5 separate regions of the Mus musculus genome follow, and all the other regions are linked to region 3. The links are chromatin contacts, called in public ChIA-PET and HiChIP or PLAC-seq maps. All regions are on one chromosome and are shown on one strand. Each heading gives the region's core, a stretch centred on a gene start, on an enhancer-like site or on the middle of the called end of the contact. The rest is flanking DNA. Distances are from core to core; before and after follow the strand shown. Region 1 overlaps Sp2 (Sp2 transcription factor). Region 2 has its middle 38 kb from the start of Socs7. Region 3 holds the start of Tbkbp1 (TBK1 binding protein 1). Region 4 holds the start of Npepps (aminopeptidase puromycin sensitive). Region 5 overlaps Gm38961 (a long non-coding RNA gene).

Region 1 (4,028 bases), core at 760-3,259, 190 kb after region 3:
CTCCTCCTTGTTCACAAAAATACTATAAGCACTACAATGTCAGGTGAAACAGAATGTGTGGTGCATGTCTTTTACAGATGGGCCCATCCAGAACCTTTAAAAGCAAATGGCTGTGCTTACAGGACTAGTTTTTGCAATTGCATGCTTTTTTCTGTAGTTGTTCCTTCATAACTGCAATGATTTTACAGGGATCCGTGTCTGTAATATCCTAGAATCTATGTGTCCACTGCGCAGAACCATCCACTGGCCTCCCAGTTGGCAGCATCGCAGGATCACCCTTGTTCTGCTGCATCTCATGGCTTGGGGCCTGGTGACCACTGAAGGCACTGTGTTGCTTCCTGGCCAGCCAGCCTGCCTGTTTCTCTTTCTTTACCTTCTACCTTTCAGGGGCCTGAAAAAAGCCATGAATGGTGGTACTTCTGTCCTCACCAAACTATAGTTCTGTTTCTGCCTGAGCTCTGTCCTCATAGACTCCTGACTTGGGGTCAGTTCCTGAGCTTCTGTCCCTTGAGTCTTCCCCATCTCTCTGTTTCCTGGAATTTGCTTTCTTAATGTCTAAGATACCAGCCTGACTTCCCAGTTGCTTTGCCTTAGTGATTTATGACTCTTACCATGGCAGAGTCTTCACCCAGAGCTCTTAGGGCTTCATTTTCCTTTCTTTCTTCTTTTTCTTTCTTTTTTTGTTTGTTTGTTTTTTGTTTTTTGGATTTTTTTTAATGGGCTCACTATGTAGACCAGGCTGGCTTCAAACTCCTAGAGATCCAGTTTCCCCTGCCTCCCATGTGCTGAGATTAAAGGCGTGTGCCACCACATCCAGCCTCTTGCTTGCCCTTTATTTGTTTAAAATGCTATGTGTATGGGTTTTCCCCTGCATGTACGTTTTACACCACTTGCATATGTGCATCCTGCACTGGAGGCTAGAGGAGGCCAGCCCTTGGAACTGGAGATACAGAGGATTGTGATGACCATGTGGGTGCTGGGACTTGAACATGGGTCTTCTGGAAGAATAGCCAGTACTCTTAGTTTCTCTCTTATCAAAAGTAAGCGGCTGGGCCTGGTGGCACACACCTGTAATCCCAGCCCTTGAGAGACTAGTAAACGAGTCCCAGGCCAACCTGGGATATGGTGCAAGATTCCTGTCTCAAATAAAGTAAAATTAAAGTTTAAAAATTATAGGAGGATACAGTGATCCTTTGGTACCCACAGGAGCTCCTGGAGATTCCAGAACCCGTAGATGCTCAAGACTTATATATAATGTATAGAAGTTACCTGTAAGTTGCACATCTGCCGCATACCTTAAGTCATCTGCAGATTATGTAGCACCAACATTTCTTGATGCATGGTTGGTTGAATCTGTGGCTACAGAACCTGTTGATATGGAGGTCAACTATCCAGTTGTGGGGAAATGAGAAGAGAAAAATTCTGCCAGCTATTACTGCATATACACAAAAGTGGAAAGTGTTCATTCTTCCATGTAGTTGTTAGCCCTGCTGAGTCTATGACCTACACAGTCAGATCAGTTGTCCTGGGTAAAGGGGTTAGTCCACTTAAGGCAGCGCTTCTCAGCCTTCCTTACGCAGCAACCCTTTAGTGCAGTCCCTCATGTTGTGGTGACCCCCAAACATAACATTATTTTTTCTGCCACTTCACAGCCATACTTTTGCTACTCTTACGAAGTGTCATGTAAATACTTTTGGAGAGGTTTGCCAAATGGGTCACGACCCATAGGCTGAGAACTGCTGGCTTAAAGGAGTTGCCGTCTTCTGGTTCCTGGAGGCCCTTGTGTCTCTGTGTGAAGGTTGATGAAGGTTGAGCAGACAGACAGCCTTTAGAGTAGGACAGCTATGTCCTGCTGCTCAGGAATGCTGGCCTTGCCTTTCTTCTTTCCCAGACTGGCTTGCATCTAGCTCCCGCTGGATTGAGCTGGTAGCCTGCCTTAGCACAAGCCTAGAGGCTCTGCCCCAATGAAGAGATTCAGATTTAGAGGGCTACCAGTGTCCACCAGGGGGCACTCTGGACTCAGCACAGCCGGACCGACACACGAGTCTCCCAGTTCTCCTCATCTTAGATGGTGTGGGGAGTGTGGTGAAGGCAGGCCTGGCCTGAATCGATGAGTGTAAGCAAAGGAAAAGCTCACCCTGGCAAGCCCGGGGCTGGGATGCTCGAGCGGGGCCTTGCAGGAAAAGCTCTTAACCTGTTGGAAAAGCAGCAACAGAGGCAAAAAAAAAAAAAAAAAAATTAATTTAATTTAAAAAGCGGAGGCAAGGGGCCTTGGGTTCTCCTGTGGTGTGTTTCTTACATCATTCCATCTTTCTCCCAGCAGATCCACAGATGAGCATGGCCGCCACTGCTGCTGTCAGTCCCAGTGACTACCTGCAGCCTGCTGCTGCTACTACCCAGGCAAGTGCACGGTGCTCTCTGAGGGCAGGGCCAGAGCCCGGCGGGTTGATGAAGTGGGTTTTCTGCCTTACTCAGACCCGCTCGCTCTCACTGCAGACACCCAGGGAGATTCACTTGTTCTCATTTCTGAACTAAGACATAGACACCTGTCTAAGATGTCAAAGTTGGGTCAGGCAAAAAGAGTTGTGTTACCCGTGACCTCTGGGGCTGGGGCCATGGCTCTTAGTAAAGTTGCTGCACATGCATGAGTTCTTGAGTTCAATTCCAAGTTCCCGTGTAAACCGCTGGGCTGGGCTTGGTAGTACACACCTATAATCCTGGCATTCGAGAGGCAGACAGAGGGGCTCCACTGGGCTTACTGGCCAACTAGTCTTGCCCAGTCAGTGAGTTTCAGATTCAGTAAGAGACCCTGTCTCAAAAATGACGGCAAAGGAGGTGGAGAGAGCCAGGCGTGGTGGCGCATGTCTTTAATCCCAGCACTCGGGAGGCAGAGGCTGGCGGATTCCTGAGTTCGAGGCCAGCCTGTTCTACAAAGTGAGTTCCAGGGCTACACAGAGAAACCCTGTCTTGAAAAGCCAAAAAGAAAAAAAGAGGTAGAGAGGTGCTCAGTGGCTTAAGAGCGCTGGCTGCTCCTCCAGAGGCCTGGGTTTGATATGATAGCTCATACTCCAGGATCAAGTGATCTGACACCCTCTCTGGCCTCTGAAAGCACCAAGTACAAGTACTTGAGTAAGGCATAGACATACATGTGGGAAAAACACCCACATACATTAAATAAATAACAATTTAATAAACAAGGGAGAGTCAAAGAGTGAGACTTCATTAACATATCTGGCCTCTACCTACTCCACCTATGCTGATTCGGCTATACCCACACACCCTCCACATGAACACATACATGTATATAATACACACTCCAGAACAAAACCAGAAACCTTTTACCGAGAGCAAGTTCATGTCATCTTCCCTCCCCATCAGCTCTCCTCTCCTCCTTGTACTGAGTTGGTAGAATTCCAACTGATTCCAGGTATCTGATACCTGGGTGTGTTGTTATCCCTGCCGACACTAGGCCAGCAGGGCGGGTGGGGGGGTGGGGGGGAGAACAGCCTGTGTTGTTGCTGTGTGGTGTCCAAGGCTGCTTCTGGGGTGTTTTACACTGAGTTCCTTCACTTCATGGAGAAACCAGCAGGAGCCAATGCAGGACACGCGCACGTGTGTGTGTGTGTGTGTGTGTGTGTGTGTGTGAGTGATAGCTTGCCACAGGGGTGGGGAAGCTGCTGAGAAGAGAGGCTCGTGAGGGCAGAGTGTCTGGCTAGTCAGCCCATCTCACTCCTTTCTTCTGTTGATTTTTGCAGGACTCCCAGCCATCTCCCTTGGCCCTGCTTGCTGCGACATGTAGCAAAATTGGCCCCCCAGCTGTTGAAGCTGCAGTGACACCTCCTGCTCCCCCCCAGCCTACCCCAAGGAAACTGGTCCCTATCAAACCCGCTCCTCTCCCTCTCAGTCCCTGCAAGAATAGCTTTAGCATCTTATCATCTAAAGGAAATATACTTCAGATTCAGGGCTCCCAGCTGAGTACCTCCTACCCTGGAGGGCAGTTTGTGTTTGCAATCCAGAACCCCACCCTG
Region 2 (3,600 bases), core at 818-3,317, 250 kb before region 3:
TTCCAGAACAGCCAGGGCTACACAGAGAAATCCTGTCACGGGGAAAACAAGTATACAACCTCCCAACCCTCCCACCACACTCTGAACACCATAGGAAGATTTACAAATAGTCCTTATAAAGAGAAGGAACAGTACCATCTACCATCTTTGCCCAGCCTTTGGGGTCATTATATAGAATCCTACTAGCCCAACTAACATCCCTGGCAGAGGCAGTGGTGGCAAGGGTGGAGGTGTGGGAGGTGTGGCCAGAGGTGGGTTGGGGGCATACATCTGGACACACTCGTACCCTTTCACACCCTGCCTAAGTCAAAGCCTACATACAGCACCACCAGAGTGAAGAAGCAGTGGCCAACTGGGCAGGCACAGCCAGGTTTCTCAGTAGGTAGCTCACATTAGTTGTTTGCTCAAATTAAGAGACAAGAAGGAACCCTTATCTCCTGAGGAGTGTGCTGGGCACACCACCACCCATTTGGCTTTCTAACATTTTCAGACAAGGTCTCACTCTGTAACCTAGGCTGGCCTCAAACTCACTATGAAGCTCAGGCTGATCTTGAACTCATGGCACCTCCTCCTGCAGCTTCAAGTGCTAGGAATGTAGGCATGAGTCACTGTTCCCAGTTTCAAGACTCCTTTTAAAGAAAATGTTCAGGCTCAGTCAGCATGGAATTTCCCAACCATCTCTTGGTCGTCCTTTAAGTCTGTCTAAAAGAAAATAGACCAAGATTCAAGTCCAAGGGCCCGAGTGGCCCTGTGGTCTTCTTGTATTGTCACCTCTCTGCACTCTGGCACAAAACAGGTGACAGTGGCACCATCTCACAGGATTGTAGAAAAGATTATACAAAAATAGGGGCAGGAAGTTCTAGGTCCACATGAATGAGCCACATACGATTCATACTTCCTACAAGGGTTGAATTAATTCAGCTCGTTATTTTTAGCTTTAGAAGCAAGAGAACGGTTCTGACCTTGTCATTTAATTCTGATAGTCCATATTCTGCTATGCCACCTGGTGTTGCTTTTTTGAGGACCACAGTGGTATAGCCTACTCTGCCTTCTTCCCTCTAATAGCAAGTAGAGAGCCCTGAAGGGAGAAAGGAGGGTGGCCTGGGAGGGAGTGGAAAGGATGAGAGGGAAGAGGCTGCTCCTCCTGCACCTGCTGTCTGTGAGAACAAAGCCAGGCATGATGCAATCTGGTCGGGTGCAGCTGAGGCTGCCAGGCCTGGAGAGTGAAGTGGGTGTCAGTCGGGGAAGGTGGCAGGCACCAGAGAGTGTACACAGGTGTCCCTGGATGCCTGACAGCCCAGCCCCAGCCCCGCCCCCTTCATCTGACTACCACTGGATCCCTCCCGAAGCTCTTCACCCTCCTAGCCCCTCCCCAAATCCTTGCATCTGCCCTGACATGATGCAATGAAGACTTCAGTACAAACCGCCTTCTCCCGTAGGCAAGGGCTGGACAAGAGACCCAGGAGATAGATGCACAGGCCCTGTTGGCCTTCTCCAGCAGGTCTCCAGTGCCTGCTGTCTCTTGTCATCTTAGAGACAAGAGGGCAAATCCCCCCCCCCCCCGCACGTGTCCCCCCCACCCCCCAGGAGGAGGCGAGGGAGGCTGGAGGAGACACAGAACAACATATATTTAGAGAATTACACCGAATCCTAAGATGATACCAAGCCGGGCAGGGGTCCCAGCATCTGTCATTGGCCATCGTCAAGTCGGGGAGTGAGGGTGGCACCCACCATAGGGTAGGGTTGTCAGTCTCAGCTCTATACATCGCCAGTGAGTCTAAAAAAACATGGCTCTTCCTGCATCTTAGAAAGGATTTTGTCCCTCGCGTCAGGTAGAGGATTCGGGACAAGCCAGGGTCCCCAACTAGCCAAGGAGAAATCCGGCCACAGACCAGGACTGGAGATGCTGTTTGTGAATATTTATCCCAGCCTCACCAAACTGCAGCTGGGTGGCCTGGCTCAGAAGAGCCACTAGGTGGCAGAAGCAGCTCAAAGGCGCACTCGGCTACGCCCACTCTTCCTCCCTCGCAACCTCGTGGTAGACCCCACCCTCACCCCCGCGACTCCCGGTCGCCACGCCTCCAGCCCGAGCCCCAGAACCGGGTGACTCGAAGATCCTGTCCTGCGTCCAGCGGGATGCCTCCTCGGCATTCCCTTCCCTGTTGAGGGTTCACTGCCTGGTTCAGTTTGGCCAACCACAGCCAAGTCCATCGTATAGATTCCAAGGATTGAACTCAGGTTGCCTTGGCAACAAGTACCGTACCTGCTAAACCTTTTCACAGGCCCTCACATGTGGCTTGGAGTTTGTTGGTTTTTTTTTTTTTTTGGGGGGGGGGTGGATTGTTTTTTAGACAGGGAGTCACTGTGTAACTCTGATTGGCCTTGAAGTCATAAGAGATCCACTTACCTCTGCATCCCGAGTGCTAGGATTAAAGGCATGTGCCACCATGCCTGACTAGAAGGAATTTTATTTTTTAAGATTTATGTATATGAATGTTTTGTTTTTGTTTTGTTTTGTTTTTTTCAAGACAGGGTTTCTCTGTGTAGCCTGTCCTGGAACTCACTCAGAAATCTGCCTGCCTCTGCCTCCCAAGTGCCGGGATTAAAGGCGTGCGCCACCACCACCACATTAAAGGCTTATATGAATGTTTTGTCTGCAAGTCTGTATCTGTACCAGCTGTGTCTGGTGTCCAGTGGAGGCCAGAAGAAAGACTCAAACACCCTGGTTCGGAATTACAGATGGCTGAGAGCCACCATGTCTGAGGTTTGGGTGCTGAGAACCCAAACCTGGGTCCCCTGCAAGAACAGTGCTGTTAGCTACAGAGCCTTCTTTCCAGCCCCTGGAATTTTTTTGTTTTTTTAAGAATCGGAGGGAGGGGGGCTGGTGAGATGGCTCAGTGGTTAAGGGCGCTGACTGCTCTTCCAAAGGTCCTGAGTTCAAATCCCAGCAACCACATGGGGCTACAACCATCCGTAACGAGATCTGACGCCCTCTTCTGGTGTATCTTAAGACAACTACAGTGTACTTACATATAATAAATAAATCTTAAAAAAAAAAGAATTGGAGGGAGGAAGCAGGAAGCAAGAGCTCTTGGTAAATTGCTGAAACTGTTTGGATAAAAAGGGGACTGCCTGGCCAGGTGGTGGTGGTGGCACATACCTTCATGGAGGCAGAGGCAGACAGATCTCTGAGTTCAAGACCAGCCTGGCCTATAGAGCAAGTCCCAGGACAGCCAGGGCTACACGGAGACTCCTAGAAGTCCCCCTGTGATTCACTTAGGGAAGTGGCTTCCCAGAGAATTCAGCAGGAAACCTGCAGACAATTTCCAGGTAGCCCAATGGCCCCTCAAGCAGGAAGCAGGATAAGAGGGAGAAGGGAGGGCTGGAGAGATGGCTCAGCGGTTAAGAGCACGGACTGCTCTTCTGAAGGTCCTGAGTTCAAGTCCCAGCAACCACATGGTGGTTCACAACCATCTGTAATGGGATCTGACGCCCTCTTCTGGTGTGTCTGAAGACAGCTACAAGTGTACTTATAAATAATAAATCTTAAAAAAAAAAAAAAAGGAGAGAGAGGGAGAGGGTAGATAGGGGTTAAAGTAG
Region 3 (4,015 bases), core at 897-3,396:
CCTGTCTAAGTCAGAGGTGAAGTAACTTGCCCAAGGTCACACACAGTGGGAACGTGGCAAAAAGACTTATCTTCTGCCTGGCAGTTTGGCAGGTGCTCAAATCTTTGTGTAAAGGGCGAGGTATGGTGTTTCTTCATCTTTCTGGCCTCTGGGAGTGTCTTTAAAGGGCTTGGAAGGGATGTCCGTCTTCCCAAATGAACATTTTATCTCCTTAGTTCACGCTCACTTTCAAAGTTAGATTTAACTCTAATGTCTCTGTGTTCAAATAGATAGATTACTTCGATGCCCCTTCCTACGAGAGCAAAGAGTACATAGTCTAGTGATGTTTCTTCTCCGAAGACCAATAAAAAAATAAAAATATTTCCCCCAAATAAACAGCTCCACTTCTTTCCAAAATGTGCAACCCCAAGTCCTGCCCCGAGGCGCCCCAGCACACGGTCCGCAGACACTGCGCCGGTCGGCGGGGAGGGGAGGCCGCACGGCGGGGAGCTGGTGGGCGCCCGGCGCGCTGCCAGCCTCAGCCGGACCGCACCGCGGGGGCCGCCGCCCCTCGCCACGTGGTGGTGGCAACCGCGGGGTCCCGGGCGCCGGTCCAGCTGGAGAGACCCGGAGCAGCCGGGGAGGAGGAGGCGGAGGAGACGGCGGCGGCGGCGGCGGAGGAGGAGCGGGGCGGGCGAGCGGGAGGGAGGGGGCCGGGAGGGGAGGGGAGGGGGTGGGGAGAGACCCGGCGGCGGCGGCAGGGCGCGGAGCGGCGCGCGGTGCCAGGGGGTGGGGGCGCTGGGGCCCGTCAGGGGAGGGAGCCGGCGGAGGGGTGCGCTGCGACTGCGAGCAGGAGCCCGCGGCAGCCGTGAGTGCGGGCCGGGGCCCGGGCTGGGGGAGGGGGAGGGGCGCGGCGGGCCGGGGCGGCTTGGGGCGCGGGAGGCCGGGGCCCGGGCGCGGGTGGGCGGGCGCTGCGCCCGGGAGCAGAGTGGGGAAGGGTCCTGCGCCGCTGCCCGCAGCCTCCGGCCTGCGGGGCGGCTGCCGCTCAGTAGCCCGCCCGGAGCCCGGCCGCGGTGGGGGAGGGGGCTGCGCGGTCTCGGCCCCACAGAGGGGAGGGGCGACAGTTTCTGTCCGCCGAGCCCGAGGGGGTTTAAAGAGCCGCTCTTAAAGGGGCCGCCGGAGGGGCCAGGCGGGGACGGGCGCCCCCTCCCCAGTAGCCTGCGCGGGCGCTCGGCGCGCGGCCCCAGGATGCGGAGGAAGGCAGCTCGGGTCGCACGGCCGGGGTGTGTGGGGACACGGAGTCCTCGAGAGTGGGGGTGATGGCCGGAGATCGTGGGCAGGGATGGGGGTGGGGTGTGTAGTGAGCTCTGGTCGGCAGAGTAGGGGGAGGGGTGGCGTGGGCAAGAGAGGGTTAAAGGTGGGGCCAGCCCTTCAAACACGCGCACACGCTCCTTACTCAGACCTGTCACACGCGTCTGTCGCTCCGGCACTTAGCCGAGGCTGGGGGATGGGGGACCCGAGGCCTGCACTGTCGGAACTCGCGCCTTCGGACCGAGCCCCCTCGCCGGAGCGCACACACGCTCCAGCGCGCGCACACACCTCGGACATTCCCATAGTGCCTCACGTGACACTCGGCCCGAACGTGCCCACCCTACCCACACGCTCACGCACGCGTGCTCACACGCGCGCGCGCGCACACACACGTACACACACACACATACACAACCTCTGGTCACTCCCGAACTCCGCGCTGACCCCGGTCCTCCGCCCCGCAAAAGCACTCATTGACGGCGGCACACCTACACTCATTCACAGACACACACTCCCCCCCACATGGCAGCCACAGCCACACATTCATAAACAAGGGCCCGGAGATGTACACACGCACCCCCTCGCTGCCTACTCGTTTTGGGAGCCCTGAGTCATTCCTGCCCCCCTCCCAGGGCTCCCCATTTCCCTGAGTGCAGGCACAATAGGACAAGCTGGAGTCTCCCTTAATGGTCTCGGTTCTCCTAGGCCCCCTTGCCCAGTTTGCTGCCTCTGACACTCAGCCAAGGACTTCCTGTAGGTCTGCGCCTGGACGGTTGCCACAGCCCCGGCGCACTTGGGGAGGCACTTCCTTTTCCTGAACTCTGGGATCCTGCGGGAGGAAGTTGGGCGGGGGCCACAGAGGCCAGGCTGCCTAGCGGGACTAGCCTTCCTTAGGAGCAGGCGACAGAGGCCTGGGATGGGAATCTTGGCGGCTGTCGAGGTACTTGGGGAAAAGGGAGGTCTGGGGAGGAGACCAAGCCGAGTAGTCTAGGCAGGTTCTGGGCTGTGCCAATGCTGGGACAGCAGCCCTCCCTCCCATCTGTCCACAGGTCTCTCCTCCCTGCCCCTGATCCTTGGTCCTGTTTATCAGTTGTCCCCCACTCCACTCATGACGTCTATCTGGTTCCATTTCCTTCTATAAGCAGTCACAGCAGGGGATAGGGCAGAAACTTGAGAGAGAAGAGAGAGAGAGAGTTAGTTGTGAGATCTGTCTCTTGGCTGAAGCTCCCCAGCTACCACAGGTTCCTCAGACCAGCATGGAAGAGTTGGGAACAAAGAGCAGGTGGTCCTCTTTACTCTGTTCCTGCACTCTCAGGAGGCCCAGGGTGGGCTGAAGCCCTTACCATGGAGTCCATGTTTGAAGATGACATCAGCATCCTGACCCAAGAGGCCTTGGGGCCCAGTGAGGTGTGGCTGGATGGTCCTGGAGACCCGTCCCTGGGAGGGGACATGTGTTCTGCCTCCCACTTTGCCCTCATCACAGCCTACGGAGACATCAAGGAAAGGCTAGGAGGCCTGGAGAGGGAGAATGCCACCCTCCGCCGTCGCCTCAAAGTCTATGAGATCAAGGTCAGAACCTAGATGTGATGGCGAGCTGAGCTTGTAGTTGCCTGCAAGGGCAGGAGGGTCCCAAGAGGTGGCCAGCACTGGAGGCTGCCTGGTCCCTGAAGAAGTGGCTGCCTTGGGGATGAGGAGCTCTGCTCCTGCAGCCAATCTCAGGGGTGGAGGAGGAGCCCAGCTTTGGAGTGGTGGGTCCCATTGGAGGGGGCGGGGAGAGGCGCCTGTGAAGCTGGCAGTGGGGTTGGGGGACAGAGCGGTCCTGGGATGGGAAGCCAGGCTTCTCAGAGGACGACCCTCCCACAGTATCCGCTGATCACTGATTTTGGAGAGGAGCATGGCTTCCCTCTGTATGAACTCAAGGATGGCTCCCTGCTGGAGGTGGAGAAGGTCAGTCTGCAGCAACGACTCAACCAATTCCAACACGAGGTAAGCCCTTGCTTCGCTTCCCAGCCAACCCCACTCCCTTAGCCTCCTGCTTCCCTCACTTTGCCCTCAACCCCGCCCTGCCCCCGCCTTCCCTAAATCAGCTTCAGCGCTTCCTGTTTCTATTGGGAATAGGGTTGGGGAGGTTGGGAGCCCCCTCTGCTCCCTGTCAAGGCTGGTCCTGACCCTGGCACACCTCTCCGGGCCTACCCAGTTGCAGAAGAGTAAGGAGCAGGAGGAGCAGCTCGGGGAGATGATCCAGGCTTACGAGAAACTGTGCGTGGAGAAAAGCGACTTGGAGACAGAGCTGGGGGAGATGGTGAGGCCCAGAGAGCGGGTGTGTGTGTGTGTGTGTGTGTGTGAGGTATCTGACGTGATGTGATTCTCTACGTGCATTCCAACCCGATGAGTGTGTGCTGCCTGTGTGTCACACACACTCTGCTGCGTGCACACTCCCTGTATCCACTCGTCCCTGTCTGTGAATGCCTGCTTTGCCGTGTGAATGAGACAGTATCATCCGGGTCATGGGTGACTCTGTACCTTGGGCTAGGATGCTGTGTGTGTGTGTGTGTGTGTGTGTGTGTGTGTGTATTTGGCTCTCACACTGCATCAACCCTGTACCTATAGTATAGTATAGTGTCTGGGAGAGGGTATAAGTGACAAGAGAGGTGCCAGAGCTCTCCATAGTCCCAGCACAAGCGTGATGAGAGTTGCCATGTGGCCGTTTGTGTGTGGGCAGGTG
Region 4 (3,641 bases), core at 544-3,043, 130 kb before region 3:
GGGAAGGGAGGGGCGCACATTTCACAAAAACGGATGAGCAGGCCACTGAAACACTCATTCCTGAGCAAATTAGCAATCTGTGAGGGCTAGACAGTAATCGAGTTAGACTGTAGAATTGATGTTAAAGGGTAAACAGCTCATAGGCAGCCTTAGATGGTTATAAATCAATTTTGCTTTGACAGGAGGAAGCCTTTTGTTTTTTTTTTTTTTTTTAAATGCAAACATTTTGAGGAGATCATACACAGTTGGATTAGAATAAACCAAACTGGCAGAATTATGAAGGAAGCTGTTTATAATGTTCTCAAGGAGAAAACCAGAAACAACTGGGTCTCAATTCCAGCTCCACCAATTATTAGCTGTACACAGGTCTAGAGCAAGTCATGATCTTTCTATGTGCCTGTTTTTGCATATATAAAACAGGTTGGGGGTCCACCTCACAGAGCGTCTGAGAGATAAAATGAACGTGTAAAGTGTTAGCAAGTATTCCAGACATATTAAAGGCCCGTCTCTTTAAGAATTGCATCTGTGTTTCTAAAAAGCACGTAGGATTTTTGGAGGAAAGCAGGGCAGGTTGAGGATCCACAACTGTGCTGCCCAATACAGTAGGCATTAGCCATGTGTTGCCCTGGCTGTCCTAGAACTCACTCTGTAGTGAAGGCTGGCCTCAAACTCAGAGAGATCTGCCTGCCTCTGCCTCCAGAAGCCAGTACCACCACTGCCAGGCACCTCATTAGCATCTTTAAAATGCATTACATGATGAAATTATAATCTGAATATATTGGGCTAGGGAGATGAGGTGCAATAACTTCTGTTGTTTTAATTCTATCTAGTGGCTCACAGTGTCATGTCTGTAGGACAGTGCTTGTTTAGTTTTGACTCTACCTTACAAGTTTCTATAAAAGAAATACGCTTTTAGGAATATTTTTGCCTTGATTTAAACATAGGTCTTAGAGATAACTACAGAATGGAGGGAGCCACAGTTAGGATACTTTTACAGAAGTCACAACTGGTAAAGGGTCTTTTCAGTTAAAAAAGCAGAAACAAAAACAAGGGGCGTGGGGGTGTGGCTCAGTGGCATGGCGCTTGCCCAGCCTGTGTAGAGGCTTTGAGTTCAAAGCCTAGCACCACAGGAAGGGAAAAATCCGGAAACAGACAGTTGATCATTATTATCATCTGTGTTTTCTTAATCAAAATCTTACTGTGTGCCCAGACCATTCTGGAACTCACTCTGTAGTCCAGGCTGGCCCATGATGATCGTCCTGCCTCAGCCTCCGTGCCCAGCAATGAAGCATCTTGTTTTAAATATGAAATCGTGGGATCCTGTATTTCTAGTCTTTGAAACCACTCTCCTAAAAGGTCTAGATTTCACTGGTTGGAGCGACCTTGAATAACTAAGTGTTTCCTCGGAAAACTGTTTTCAGATCATCCCTTCAACTGGCTATTTCCTAGGGAAAAAAAAAAGCCTCAGGTCGGGCTCACACCGCTGAGGTGGAATGGCTCTTTCCACGCGTCCCCTACCCCCCCGCGCTGACTTGACCGCTGCGTAGGCTTCCATTTTCCACAGAGCTCCTCCATGCCCTTCGTGGCTCTTTCCTGCCACCGGCCGACGACAGGTGCAGCGCCAAGCGCCTCCTCTCGCCTTCCCCGTTCGCCGACCGCGGCCTCGCCGCCCCGCCCCGCCCTCGGCGCGCGCCCTCAGCGGGGTCGCGCCCGCCCCGCGGGGTCGCGCACGCAGCCGCCGCCGCCTCCCTCCCCGCCCTCCTCCCCTGCCCTCCCCTCCGCCCCCTTCCCCGTAGGCAGCCCGCCCGCACCGCCGCCCGCCCGCCCGCCCGGCCCAGGCACCCGCTGGGTCTGTCCCCCGCCCCAGCCTCCCCGGCGGCTCTCGGCAGGCGGTCGCCCGCGCCCGGTGAATGTGGCTGGCAGCCGCCGTCCCCTCCCTCGCTCGCCGCCTGCTCCTCCTCGGCCCTCCGCCTCCTCCCCTCCTTCTCCTCCTCAGCCGCTCCTCTCGCCGCCGCCGCCGCCTCCACAGCCTGGGCCTCGCCGCGATGCCGGAGAAGCGGCCCTTCGAGCGGCTGCCCGCCGAGGTGTCGCCCATCAACTACAGCCTCTGCCTCAAGCCCGATTTGCTGGACTTCACCTTCGAGGGCAAGCTGGAGGCCGCCGCCCAGGTACTGCGACCCTCGGGCGCCGGGGGGCGAGCAGCGGGCGGGCGGGCGAGCAGTTAGGCCGCGCCCGCGGGCTGGGTTGGAGGCCGGGGCGGGTTGGGCGCGTGGGCCGCGGGACCGAGCGGGAGGCGGGTGCGGCGCGCCCCTCGAGCCGGCCGGCCGGGCGGGGACCGCGCTGCGGGAGTCTGCGGGCGGTGCGCCCCTCGGGGGGCCAGCACACCTGTGTGCAGCGCCCCTGGTCCCCGCCTTCCGGGCCCCGAGCTCCGGGAGAGGCTGGGTGGGGGCTGGGGAACTAGAAGGGGCTAGGACTGCCTGCTCGGTGGCACCCCTGCGGACTGCGTTCTTTCCTGGTCGTCCCTTTACTCCGCCGGGGATAGGTTGGAAGGGGCGGTCATCAGGCACTTGAGAGCGAGGAGGGGCGAGTCTAGAAGGTTGGGGGCAGGGGGGAGTGGAGCGAGAATGTTAATCCCAGGCAGCCTCACCGAGTTCTCCCGGCCTGATCCTGCCCAGGGGCCGGGTTTCCAGGATGATCCGCCCCCTCCCCCTTCCCCTCAAATGACAGTGCAGCAGTGACTTTGTTCTCCCCTAACCTCCAGAGAAGCCGCGGAGGACCCTAGCTCCTCTTCTCCTATCCGCCTTGCTCTCGCAACCTGTGAAGCTGGTGGATTTATTGCTTCAGTGGCGGTTGCTTAGCAGTCCCCTCTTCTGAAAGAAAGCTCTCAGTCTTAGCCTGCCACTGGTGAAAATATTCCATTACTCTTCTTTGCAGTTTTTTTGGTGAATCATACGCTCCTCCCTCCTCCCCGAAGCATTATCTGGCAGTATTGTTTGATTTCGGAGACCATCCATATAGATGGCTCACAGAGGTCTCAAACGGTTACGATAAATAACCATGGGTATGATGTGTTACGTGAGATCGGAAATGAAAATTGGGAGCTGTTTGATAGCTATCTGTGACAGGAGTGGTGGAAATAGAATTGGTTCCGTTTCTTTTCCTACCCCAGCTAGGGGTTGGGGAACACGAGTGGTGGAGGAAGCCAGGCCAGTAGGCCTCAACCAAAAAGATGAGGGAGGGTGTGTGTTGCAATGAAATGAGAGAAACGTAGACTAGAATTTGAGTGATTTGAAAGCCGAGAAAGTATGATACTCGAGTTTGAAAATCTGTGTAAAAGTACAGAACTTAAAAGTATGCTTTTAGATTTGGAACATTGGCTTTGCCAGCCTTAGATGCTGGCAGCATCACTGTCCACAGCAGAGTGCCTTGTGACCTTTGGAGAAAGGGCCTACACTTGGGATGAGTTTGAATTATGAGAAAACACTAACTTTAAGGAAGCTGGCCCGAGTTAATAAATCTGGAAGGTGTGCGCACTGAGTGAAGACATTGAGGAAAAAGCAGTACAGATTTGCTTACAGGTTATTGAGGTTTATGGACATGTTAGAACAACAAGCAGCAACATGTTCCCCCGCCCCGCCCCC
Region 5 (3,671 bases), core at 642-3,141, 250 kb after region 3:
ACTCCAGAAGCCCCAGCTCCACCATCTATTAAAACATCCTGGGCTGTCAGGGATATTAAAAGGCTCTGTCACTCCTTCTTAAAACAGTCATAAATACAATCTGGGCGCTAGCATTTGGGCAGAAGCCTTGGTGTTAAATGAGAAGGGGCAAATAGCAGAGCTGCCTGCCTTTCTTGACAGCCCGGGAGCCTTAGAACCCCTCCAGATGCAAGAAGGCCTTCCCCAACACCTGCGGGCACCTGGCGCTCTTAAACCCAGAGCACAGGATGCTGCTGGTCCCACACCCACAGGGACCAGCTCATCTCTGCTTCTTCCCGAACACCGTATCTGCTCTTGCCCAAGGAGCCTGCCTCCTCGGCCTCTCCAGACAGTGGGACCCAGGGGAGAAACAGAGGGAAGAGAGACTGAGTGTTTTCTCCAAGTTTACATTTTCTACCTTTTCCTCCCCTACTTTCCATGTGCCAGCTTGCCACACCTTGCTACAAGTCCTTTGGAGGCCATAGTTTTCCCTGAGGCTTCCCATGTGGGCTTCCCAGAGAGCAGGCGAGAGTTTGTCCTCTTGCTAGTGGGAGATCACTGTCACTTATGAATCCTTGAATATCTCCAGACTGGGACACCCTCGATATCAGCCTGAGTATCACCTTCTCTTCCACCTCCAATAAGAGGAAGAGGCTAGATGCTAGCTATCCCAGTTGAGATCACAGAGGCTTTTCTAACTCGCAGAAAGGCTCTTCAGGCCCAGAACTGCAGAGCAGCCATGATCCTTGAGCAAGTTCTAAGTGGATTCTGTCCCTGTCCATTGGCCTGCACACTTACCTGAACATCCAGTTGGTGAAATGTATGAAGTCCTTGCCCAGGACTTTCTGTGTTCACACTGAAGCAGTGCCCAGGATCCTGGCATCTTCAGACAGCTTCCCTGTGGCCCACCAAGGTGTTTAGGCCATATGTGATAATGGCCACAATCACTTCTCACTCCAGAACTTTTACTAACCTTTGATACTTTCTCAACTGTGGACTACGGCTCCCCACCCCCAGCCATGGTCTTCCCGGTAGCTTTTTCCCCCCCAAATACTTCATTTCAAGAACTGCCAAACTTTGGTCATTTTTTATGTTAGGGACCCAGCTTATCTCACTGTGGAGGCCCCATGGGGTTCATGTAACAGCAGGAGACATATTTGCACCTCATAGAAGGACGCCCTCTCTGAGAACGGAAGATACCTCAGAAAGGCACAGGTAAGCGGAACTTAGCTGACATCATATCAATGTTTGTGGATGTTCAGAAGATGGGTGGGGGTCAGATGCCTTGAAGAGTCAGTGATTTGGGACACTTGGTGTGTGTAGGAGCCGGGTGAAGCCTGGCAGCTGTTTGTCAGCTGTCTGCCATGTAGCCACTTTGCCTATTCATTCCCATCATCTCAAAGGTCACAGGCCTAGCTACAGAGTAGTGAACAAGCCATTCTTTGCCCTCACAGACCCCAGGCAGTGTCTGACCCAGCAGGCAGGATGCGGAGGGGAAAAGGGGAAACTTGGGGACCCCCCACCAGCCACTCTAGTAGATCCTGCCTCTCCCCCTGACCCCCTCCCGCTGGCTTCTCCACTTCTCTCTCCCATCTCCTCCCCTTCCTCACCTGCCTTTCTTTCCCCTCTTTGGCTCTCTACCATCCAGAGCCCACCCTTCATCTCCATGGCAATAAAAGGGGAGGTGGGGTGGGGTGGGTTGTGCCCTGTATTTTTAGCCGGTCCATAATAGGCCTTTTCTCTGGAGACACAGGCACTGCCTGTGGAACGAATCTCCGCCTGTTCCTCTGCTCACAAAGGGCCAGCGGAGCCCCTCCCTCTGCCTAGGCTGCCCTCAGTGACCCCGGCCCCGTTTCAGGGTGTGCTTCAGCCCTCCAGGGTCTGCAGCTGGGTCTCTCTCACGGGATCCTACACACAGACAGGGTCACTCCAGCTGACCTCCCTGGAGGACAGAGGTCAAGCCCCCTCTGGGGTCTCTGATGTGATTGGAAGGGAGCTGGGGCGGGAGGAGGAGGAGGGATGTGCGCGGGGAGGGGACCGTCTTTTTTAATGTAGAATTAAATGACTCCTTGTGTCTCCCCTGTCTCTGCCTCTCTCAGGCTGGGTCTCAGGGCCCAGAATCCCACACTTAGGAGTCCGGGCAACTTAGAAATGGTTAGCCTCCTGTACGGGAGCTTGGTTGAGTGAAAGCCTGAGCTATAACAACTATAAAGTCTTGGCAGGGAAGCTGAGAAACTCTAAAGGGTAGTGGGGTCTGCATAGTCAGCCTTGCCTTTGAAGCTGGGCTTTGCTTGCTTTTGAAGTTGGAAAGGAAAAAAAAAAAAAAAAAAAGGAGAAAAATATAGGGACATGGAGAAGAAAGAGCCCTCGATCAATCCAGGGTCTTTTGAAGCCTCCTATCAGCTGAAAATCAAACTCCAGTATAACTAACATTTGTTGTGAAAGTTACAGACATAGAGGATCTATACATATATATCCTCTCTCTCTCTCTCTCTCTCTCTCTCTCTATATATATATATATATATATATATATATGTATATATATACACAAACACACACATATATATACACACATACATACATATATATAATAAAATTACATATATCATATATAATGTAACTTTTTAAAAGATTTCTTTATTTTGTGTATGAGTACACACTATAGCTGACTTCAGACACACTAGAAGGTTCCATTAGATCCCATTACAAATGGTTGTGAGCCACCATGTGGTCTCTGGGAACTGAACTCAGGACCTCTGGAAGAGCAGCCAGTGCTCTTAACTACTGAGCCATCTCTCCAGCCCCCTGGCAGTGTATTTTTTTAATGGAGAAATATTTTAAGATAAAAATGTTAAAATAGCTGGGCATAGTGGTACATGCCTGTAATCCCAGCACTTGGGAGGTGGAGGCAGGAGGATCAGAAGTTCAAATTGACATCATCCTAGGATGCTTAAGTTAGAGCCCAGCCTGGGCTCCATAAGACCCTGCCTCAAGAAAGGTTACCATAGCAACAGAGCAGGTTTCTGCCCATGACCTTAGGTAGGGTCTCCTATTGAGAATATCTCTAGGAGTCTTTCAAAAGAGGCTGCTAATTTTGTTTGCAGTGAAAATGCCCTAACTTCCTGCATCTCTGTGACCAATGCCTGGCTTGAGATATCTCCTGCGTGGCATGCTCACCTTTAAGTGGGAATGAGAGCCGCACGTGGTAGTGTATTCATGTACAAGCCAGGTCCTGCAGTGCTCACCTCTCAGAGACGCACATCCCCCACCCCCACCCCAAGCTGCAGCTGTCCCTTAGGAGCAAATTCTTTAGGGAAAACTAAACAAAAGAAAACATTTTGGGGGGCAGGGTAAGGAGAGGGTATAGGGGAATTTCGGGATAGCATTTGAAATGTAAATGAAGAAAATAGCTAATTAAAAAAGGATTAAAAAAAAAAAAAACGTTTTGGGCTGAAAAGATGGCTCTGTAGTTAAGAGTACTGCGTGCTCTCCCAGAGGCCTGAGTTCAATCCCTATTACCTACACCAGACAGCTCCCTGTAACTGCCTGTAACTTTTTGTCCAGGAAGAATGCACACCTCTGGCCTCTATGTCTTTTAGACAGACATATATGTAAGCATAGTTTTTTTTTTAAAAAGCATTTTCAGTGATAAT

What was found. ChIA-PET counts read pairs in DNA pulled down with a chosen protein or histone mark. HiChIP or PLAC-seq counts read pairs in DNA pulled down with a chosen protein or histone mark.
Region 1: a contact with region 3 is called in an H3K27ac HiChIP or PLAC-seq map of embryonic stem cells, with 3 times the contacts expected there. The contact joins the enhancer-like site here to the promoter of Tbkbp1 in region 3. A contact is called at or near these places in 20 of 39 promoter capture datasets (the 3T3-L1 cell line, 3T3-L1-derived adipocytes, the HPC-7 cell line and 12 more), 8 of 484 Hi-C or Micro-C datasets (CD4 T cells, cerebral cortex, embryonic fibroblasts and 4 more), 21 of 115 datasets of contacts at active chromatin or transcription factors (T-cell acute lymphoblastic leukemia, bone marrow-derived macrophages, effector CD8 T cells and 9 more) and 3 of 9 other capture datasets (adipose tissue, liver and pancreatic islet).
Region 2: a contact with region 3 is called in a FOXA1 HiChIP or PLAC-seq map of pancreatic cancer cells. The contact joins the enhancer-like site here to the promoter of Tbkbp1 in region 3. A contact is called at or near these places in 2 of 39 promoter capture datasets (the 3T3-L1 cell line and cranial neural crest), 1 of 484 Hi-C or Micro-C datasets (embryonic stem cells) and 2 of 115 datasets of contacts at active chromatin or transcription factors (microglia and pancreatic cancer cells).
Region 4: a contact with region 3 is called in an RNA polymerase II ChIA-PET map of effector CD8 T cells, with 29 read pairs. The contact joins the promoter of Npepps here to the promoter of Tbkbp1 in region 3. A contact is called at or near these places in 1 of 39 promoter capture datasets (macrophages), 1 of 484 Hi-C or Micro-C datasets (embryonic stem cells), 4 of 115 datasets of contacts at active chromatin or transcription factors (effector CD8 T cells, embryonic stem cells, memory CD8 T cells and 1 more) and 3 of 9 other capture datasets (adipose tissue, liver and pancreatic islet).
Region 5: a contact with region 3 is called in an H3K4me3 HiChIP or PLAC-seq map of embryonic stem cells, with 28 read pairs. The contact joins the enhancer-like site here to the promoter of Tbkbp1 in region 3. A contact is called at or near these places in 2 of 39 promoter capture datasets (liver and stem cell-derived epiblast-like cells), 3 of 484 Hi-C or Micro-C datasets (the G1E-ER4 cell line and the P5424 cell line), 2 of 115 datasets of contacts at active chromatin or transcription factors (both in embryonic stem cells) and 1 of 9 other capture datasets (adipose tissue).

What each region holds. Positions count from the first base shown.
Region 1 is chr11:96,961,737-96,965,764 of GRCm38.p6, reverse strand. It overlaps Sp2 (Sp2 transcription factor), which reads left to right. Exons shown (of 7, transcript NM_001080964.2): 2 at 2,324-2,400; 3 at 3,756-4,028. D030028A08Rik (RIKEN cDNA D030028A08 gene) reads right to left here. Exons shown (of 6, transcript NR_003293.3): 6 at 705-2,194. Among named protein-coding and RNA genes, the nearest start is that of Sp2, 14 kb to the left of the region's middle. Within about 2 kb of position 2,009, at least 61 of the 459 cell types and tissues checked have an H3K27ac peak or open chromatin away from gene starts, as enhancers often do. A contact at or near this core is called in 3T3-L1-derived adipocytes, adipose tissue, bone marrow-derived macrophages and 5 more, where this site is marked.
Region 2 is chr11:97,398,933-97,402,532 of GRCm38.p6, reverse strand. No RefSeq gene overlaps it. Among named protein-coding and RNA genes, the nearest start is that of Socs7, 38 kb to the right of the region's middle. Within about 2 kb of position 2,067, at least 84 of the 459 cell types and tissues checked have an H3K27ac peak or open chromatin away from gene starts, as enhancers often do. A contact at or near this core is called in embryonic stem cells and pancreatic cancer cells, where this site is marked.
Region 3 is chr11:97,148,206-97,152,220 of GRCm38.p6, reverse strand. Tbkbp1 (TBK1 binding protein 1) reads left to right here and starts at 2,146. Exons shown (of 10, transcript NM_001372531.1): 1 at 2,146-2,230; 2 at 2,606-2,859; 3 at 3,154-3,276; 4 at 3,488-3,592. The coding sequence starts at 2,635.
Region 4 is chr11:97,278,728-97,282,368 of GRCm38.p6, reverse strand. Npepps (aminopeptidase puromycin sensitive) reads left to right here and starts at 1,793. Exons shown (of 23, transcript NM_008942.3): 1 at 1,793-2,168. The coding sequence starts at 1,911. It overlaps Gm11592 (a long non-coding RNA gene), which reads right to left and starts at 1,675. Exons shown (of 3, transcript XR_001780313.2): 1 at 1,228-1,675.
Region 5 is chr11:96,897,796-96,901,466 of GRCm38.p6, reverse strand. It overlaps Gm38961 (a long non-coding RNA gene), which reads left to right. Exons shown (of 3, transcript XR_880184.2): 2 at 1,116-1,233. Among named protein-coding and RNA genes, the nearest start is that of Gm38961, 2.9 kb to the left of the region's middle. Within about 2 kb of position 1,891, at least 38 of the 459 cell types and tissues checked have an H3K27ac peak or open chromatin away from gene starts, as enhancers often do. A contact at or near this core is called in embryonic stem cells, where this site is marked.